2 separate regions of the Cricetulus griseus genome follow, and region 2 is linked to region 1. A link is a contact called in public Hi-C data. All regions are on one chromosome and are shown on one strand. The core of a region is the stretch at or near the end of the contact, and the rest is flanking DNA. Distances in the headings are between cores, read along the strand shown. Region 1 has its middle 440 kb from the start of Chd7. Region 2 has its middle 20 kb from the start of Chd7.

Evidence for each region. A called contact is a pair of places that touch in the nucleus more often than the background predicts.
Region 2: a Hi-C map of liver shows a contact between it and region 1, with 5 times the contacts expected there. The contact joins two enhancer-like sites. A contact is called at or near these places in 5 of 8 Hi-C or Micro-C datasets (the CHL-YN cell line, the CHO-K1 cell line, fibroblasts and 1 more).

The regions. Positions count from the first base shown.
Region 1 is chr2:151,648,551-151,652,138 of CriGri-PICRH-1.0, reverse strand. No RefSeq gene overlaps it. Among named protein-coding and RNA genes, the nearest start is that of Chd7, 440 kb to the left of the region's middle. Within about 2 kb of position 1,353, at least 3 of the 6 cell types and tissues checked have open chromatin away from gene starts, as enhancers often do.
Region 2 is chr2:152,104,980-152,108,367 of CriGri-PICRH-1.0, reverse strand. No RefSeq gene overlaps it. Among named protein-coding and RNA genes, the nearest start is that of Chd7, 20 kb to the right of the region's middle. Within about 2 kb of position 1,672, at least 4 of the 6 cell types and tissues checked have open chromatin away from gene starts, as enhancers often do.

The sequences.
Region 1 (3,588 bases), core at 104-2,603:
TCAAATAGCACCATTCCTGTTGACTCAAATATATGAACCTATGGGGCTACTCTTATTCAAACCACCATACAAGACTTTCATCCCCTTATGCTGGCAAAAGTGTTTTTTCTTCCAATTCTGGAGAGGCCAGAGTATTAACAAGCTCATGTGTTTGAACACCTCATCCCTAGTTGATGCCATTGTTTAAGAAGGTTTCTGGAACTTTTAGGAGGTAGAGCTTTCCTGAAGGAAGTATGGAACTGGGATCAGGTCTTGACATCTCATAGTCCAGCATCACTTCCTGTCTGCTCTACACTTCTTTTTTTAAAAGGTGTATTCATTTATTTATTAAAGATTTATTTATTTATTATGTATACAGTGTTTGGTCTGCATGTATGCCTCCAGGCCAGAAGAGGGCACCAGATCTCATCACAGATGGTTGTAAGTCACCATGTGGGTGCTGGGGATTGAACTGAAGACCTCTGGAAGAGCAGTCAGTGCTCTTAACCTCTGAGCCATCTCTCCAGCCCCTATTTACATATTATGTATACAGTATTCTCTCTGCACTCATACCTGCATGCCAGAAGAGGGCATCAGATCTCATCACAGATGGTTGTAAGCCACCATGTAGCTACTGGGAATTGAACTCAGGACCTCTGGAAGAACAGCCGGTACTCTTAATCTCTGAACCATCTCTCAGCTGCTCTCTACTTCTCAGTCACCAACCATACCCTCCTTGCCTCCATGACTTTCCCACTATAATGACAATGTCCCCTCAAACCTTGAGTCCTCACTCTTCCTCCCTTAAGTTGACTCTTGTCAAGTATTTGGCCATCGCAAATAAGAAAAGTAACTTCTTCAGGCAGCATCAGAGAACATGCTGGCCAGTCATGCTGTGTAAAGTTCCACATAAAAAGTGGTGACACCATTTTGTTCAGGGGCCTGAAATGACATTGACTACATCAATGCTTGGTTTCCCTGGATTCTTGTGGTGGACCAATTGGGACGAGGAATGAGAGTGCAGAGGCAAGTAAGGGGCTGGAGTCTGTTTCAGTGGCCCACCTCCAAATGCTGTAGTATAATGGGGCCACAACACACCAAGGAGGACTACAGACTTGGAATGGATTTGTCAGTCTCTGAGTGTATATGTTTGTTTTAACTCAGATGAACTGAGGCCAGTTGGATCCTGGTATCTGAAAACAGAAGGATTCTTCAGAGGGCTTTCAGTTTCAGTAAGTATCCTTGAGGTATATGACTTCTAAAGAAAATTAATCAGCAAATGAGCATGTCTGAGAGCAGGCAGCGTGAGGCTGTGGACTGTGCTACTTCTGGAATAACAAAAGGCAAGAAGGACCCTTAAGGAAATGGGCTGGCCCAGAATTATGAGTCACGGAGCCCATTTCTTACAGTGATTAATGATGAATCACTCTTTTAACTTTGGATGAAATAATGGGCTGCATCTGAGAAGCCCCATTAATCATCATGAGAATTAGGCTTCTGCCGATTCATTACCGCAGGGTCGACATGTGCTACACAGTTGAGCCGAATTGCAGGAAGGGGTGAACTTTAGGCAAGGGCTGGCTTAAAGAATGCAAACATCAGGGGTCTATTCTTGCTGCTGGGTGGGGTTGTGGGTGGAGAGGAGGTCTCCTTATGTCATCGCTCATCTGCACCAACTACAAAGTCTTCAGGCTATTTATATCCAGGGCCAGGACACAATAGACAATTGACATATATCAAAATCTGATACTTTTGTCCACTTCTCACTTTTCATTAACAGTATACTGGACACTGGGGTGTCAGAAGGCATGAACGTCAGTAAAATTAGCTTATTGTTCTTGAAAAACAAACTCATCCTGAAAAATGCTTTGTTTTTTGGAGACTTCTTAGTGTAGATAATAAAAACCCAGGCTGCAGGCAGCATAAGGGAGAAACCTGGTCCACAGAAAAAAGTCAGACTGGATCTGTTATTTGGCCAACATCAAAGCCTCTGAGCTGAAAAGAGGGTTAAACAGTCCTTCCGACAGATTTAAACTGATGGACTTCAAAGGTGCACAGGCAGTGTACACATCTCTTTGGCTTTGGGCAGGAAGGATGGAAAACTCTAGGGAATGCCATGCAGTCATTGACTCAAGTAGATGTGATTTTCATAGAATAAAAATCACACCTTAGATGTCAAAGGACACACACGGTTTAACGTCATTAGCTCCAGTAGTCCTGTTGAATCAGGATGTACATTCAGATTACCTCCCAGACACTCAACTTGCCCAATAGAAGAAGGCATTTTTTAAAATCAATAGCATAAGAGATTTTTAAAGGATTAGATAAGACTTTAATTTTTTGTAGTAGAAGATTGAGTGTAAGAGACATATTTAAAAAGTATGTTTTAAAAAATGCTCTGTCAGTACTCTTGGGAAGGAATGAAAAAACAATCTTGTACCACTTAGCACACACAGAACTGCTGTGCGAAGCATACCCCGACCAGTAGGCTTCGAAGACAGGTGCGGTCATGGGGCTTAAGTGGCTTGATACCTGACTTCTGTGTCCTCAGGTCCTTTCTCACTCTGCCCATTTTTCATACCTGACAGAAAGAACTCCTAAGACAGAAGACACATTTGATTCCTGCCTGAATTGAAACCTCATCGAGGGAAAGAACCTGGATTGTCAGCCCCAAGCATTTTAGGCAGCGGGAGTTGGGAAGGGGAGGGGGGCAAGGAGACCATGTATGGCCAAGCACCTTGACCCTTTTAAGATATCACATGCCAGGCCAGGCTTGTAGAGGATGCAATTTCCAAGTGATAAGTTAAAATATGTTTCCAGGCATATTTAATTTTATCTTTAAAACAAATGGTGTATTTTTCCAGGAGTGGTGGCATATGTCTTCCTTCCCCAGTATAAAACATTTTCTGTTGAACTTTTAAACTACATTTGAAACAAGTGTATTCAAGAAAAAGTCACAATTGTATTCTTCATCTTTTAAGCATTTATGAGAAAGAGTAAAAGGTAGAATATCAGTTTCTTATAGTCCAGAAGATGCAAGATTCCCAAACCATATACATTTTCAGACATAAAAAATAACATCAAATTGTGAAAAAAGAAGAAAGCATTATAGACACATTGTTGTCTACTGCCTTGGGTAGATATTTGTTCAGTAAGAGGATTTCTATGTTATGTCTGTAGGGTCTGTTAGCAGTGAACACTGTTTGGAAATGCATGATTCTTCATTTTTGTAGTAGGGCTTTAAGTTCTCACTGCCATTTCAATAAAAATGTATGACCATTTTAAAAATTCTTTTAAAAATTAGTTAATACTATAATACACCATCTCCCCCATCTTCCCATTCCCCCAAACCCTTCCAAACACTTCCTCCCCTACCCCACTCTCTGTCAAATTCACGACCTCTTTTTTCTTTAGTTGCTGTTACGTGTGTGTGTGTGTGTGTGTGTGTGTGTGTGTGTGTGTGTTTGTGTGTGTGTCTGTCTGTCTGTCTCTGACCAACTGCATATGCCCTTGGAGGCCAGAGTAGGTGTCAGATCCCCTGGAACTGGAATTACAGGCGGTTGTGGGCTGCTGGGAATTGAACTTGGGTCCTTATAAGGGCAGTATGCC
Region 2 (3,388 bases), core at 423-2,922, 460 kb before region 1:
ATTCCAGGTCATCCTGGCTTAAATAGTGAGTTCTTGGCCAGCTAGGTCTATTTTTCTGAAAAAGTAGAGATTTTTTATAGGTTTTGTCTAATTGATGATAATTTAGCTAAATATTGGTTCTTTGAGTTTATTATTATTATTATCTTGCTAATATCACCACTTTTTTATGTTCCCCAATAAGTTGTTAATTTCATACTTAATAAGTAAGGTTTGGCTGCAATCCTGAAGTAATCGTAGCATAAAAATAGAGCTTTTTGAGGCAGGGGTGGTGGTATACACCTTTAGTTTGAGGCCAGCCTGGCCTACAGACTTGAGTTCCAAGACAACTAGGGCAACTCAGAGAAATACTGTGTGAAAAAAAGAAAAGAAAAGAAAAGAAAAGAAAAGAAAAGAAAGAAGTTTTGTTAGTGTTGGTTTTGCTTATGAAATAGTTCTCACTCTGTTACCCAGACTAGTCTCCAGCTTTTGTGCTCAAGTGATCCTCCTGCCTCAGCCTCCCAAACAGCTGGGACAATAGGTACAGGTCACAAGGCTTTTGCAAAAATATTCTATCCTCGTCCTATAACAAATTCAAGGCTAGAGGGTGCCACTCAAATGTGTCTCTGTGCCATTTCTTAATTTCAGCTTCACTGTCTCATCTCACGTTTGGGCTATTGTCCTTGTAGCCCAGATGAAGGCTAGACTCAAATTCTAAATAGCAGGGTAGAACAAGGTATACACTGTCTTTCTAGAAAGCTCCCCCCGCCCGCCCCAGAAACTTAGAATCACTATTTTCTTCTCACATTCCTTCATTCCTACTTATATCAAACTAGTTATGAGAGAGACTGAGACATATGATATGGTCCTTGTGTCCCCAGCCAGCCTTCTATCCAGGGGAAGGGCATGAATATTTAGGGAAAAAAGCATAGGTAAGCCATGATTTTGATTTAAAAGAGATCCAAAGCTGGTGTAGATTTGTAATCTGTGCTACTTGGGAAGCTACCATAGTAGAAAGCAAAATTCAAGACCTGCCTTGGCAACTTAGTGAGACATTGTCTCAAAATTTTAAGTAAAAAGAGTTGGGGCTGCAATTTAGAGGGTTCTCTTTCTGTTTTTGGTTTTGGTTTTGGTTTTTCAAGACAGGGTTTCTCTGTATAGCTTTGGAGCCTATCCTGGCACTTGCTCTGGAGACCAGGCTGGCCTCGAACTCACAGAGATCCGCCTGCCTCTGCCTTCCAAGTGCTGGGATTAAAGGCATGCGCCTGTACATAAGGCCATTTGTTGCATTTTCAGGGGTAAGGGAGGGTTAAGGAGCAGGCAGAGAAACAGAGAGAATAATTTAGACACATGTAGATGTCAGTGTATTCTTCCCAACTCTTAACCTTATCAGAAGGCCATGAGATCTGGAGTATACTTTAACACAGAGCAAATGAATACCTTCCCAGATACAGGTTTCCCTGTCTTAACCAGCAGTTTGACCTTAACATTAGGATGAGACTCAGACATGGCGTGAGGCTGAATGGAAATAAAGATGAGCAGAGAGAAGAGAGCAGTGATTACAAAAAAACGCTTCCCATTCTAACACTTCATCACGGCCTCTTCGCTTTGCACTGTGTCTCCTTCCCCTCGGCCTGGGGGCAGGGCTCCTTCCAGCTCTAAAATCAGACATCTGCAGTTCCACCTCCAGCAGCTGGGGGGCTCTATTCCACCACGGCCCACAGGGAGCAGATTAATTCACACTTTTCCTGTCACATAAAAGAAGGTGACTTCAAAGGCCACAGAACATTCTCCTCAGCAGGACAGAGGAGAGACCGCCACCTGCTTGCCCGTCTGACACTAAGGGAACCCCACCCCGTTCTCCTCAGGGCCTGCTCTGTCCATCATGTTACAGCCAGAGCTGTGCTCAAACACCCTTGCACCCAGACCTCAGGAATCCAGATTCCTTCCTCAGTTTTATTTGTCAAGCTTCTTGCACTGTCAATCAATTTCCAGGATTTTCCAGAGCCTGCTGCAGGACCAGCCCCCCCCCCCTACACACACACCCTGGCTAAGGAGAGGAGGTCCTGCCCCTCAACCTTCTACCAATAGCTGCCTGGTTCCTTACGTCGCCTAATAAGGAAGCACACGGCTTCCACTGTTCTCGTTGCCACTAGTGTTTCTAGCTTCGGTTCTCTGTCGTCTGGTTGCATTCTACACGTCTTCATGAGTCGAACACAATGATGTCATCATTGACCTCCAGATGACCTAAACTGATGAAGGCATCAGATTCCTTGATTCCATGGTGGCACCATTGCCACTTGCATCTGTTCTCTCTTGCCTTCTGTCACACTACACACCCTAGTCCTGTCCTCGTTTCTTGTGACCATTCTGTTCAGAAATAAAACATCCACACTGCCATTGAACACTTGATTTGGTTGGGGCAGACAGTGGTGATTTTTGTGCATGGCTTCATTTAGCACAGCAACTTCTATATGGATAATGCAATTACTGTCTCTGCTTCACAGGTAAGTAAGGACACTGGGCGTTGGAGGTGTTTGGAGGTAAGAGATGAGCTCAAGGAGGCAAAGCCAGTAGGCTACAGCTAGAATTGAACCCAGCACATCAGTGTTTTGTCAGGAGAGCATCGTGTCTTCCCCCCCCCCCCCCTGCTTCCAGAAGACTGGGGTCCATCAGCTTTGGAGTTTAGTGTCAGCATGAGCCTTTCTCGGGATGCATGTCTGCACTATCTCTACACATTTACTTTCACAGGAATGTGCTTGACTTTCACATGTGAAAGTGAATGGCCTCACTCACTTTTTATAATGAAAGAAAACACACAGAATCAGAAAGGAATGTGCAATGTTGACACCCTCCCTAGGTGTTATAAGCCCAGCTAACATCCATGTATGTGGCCTCTCTCTCATCTGTGCCCCACCAACCTGATTCCACAACCACACTGGGCTATTTTAAAGCAAACCCCAGCAGTCGCACCAGTTCAGCTCTAAGTGCAGGCATGTGTGGCGTGACAATCCAGCCATCAGCAAACAGTACATATGCACATGGTCTCAGAAGATCAGAATGGAGCTGAGCGTACCCTGTCACCTCTGATGCAATAGCCACCCTAAAGTCATAGCACAATGTATTGGTCATGTGTTGTGGTGATGCTGATACAAATACACCTTTAATCAAGTACTTGCCAATCAAGTATGTATAGCACAGAGGCAGAGCGCTTGCCTAGACTGTGCAAGGCTCTGGGGTTGATTCCCAGCATTGGAAAGTACAGGGAAGGAGAGGGAGGAAGGGAGGGAGAGAGGGAGGGAGGGAGGGAGGGAGGGAGGGAGGGAGGAAGGGAGGGAGGGGGAGATAGTATCTAGGAGTGATGGTGAAGGGAGAGCTCACGTTCAAGGCTTATGTGGGCTTCATAGGGGGA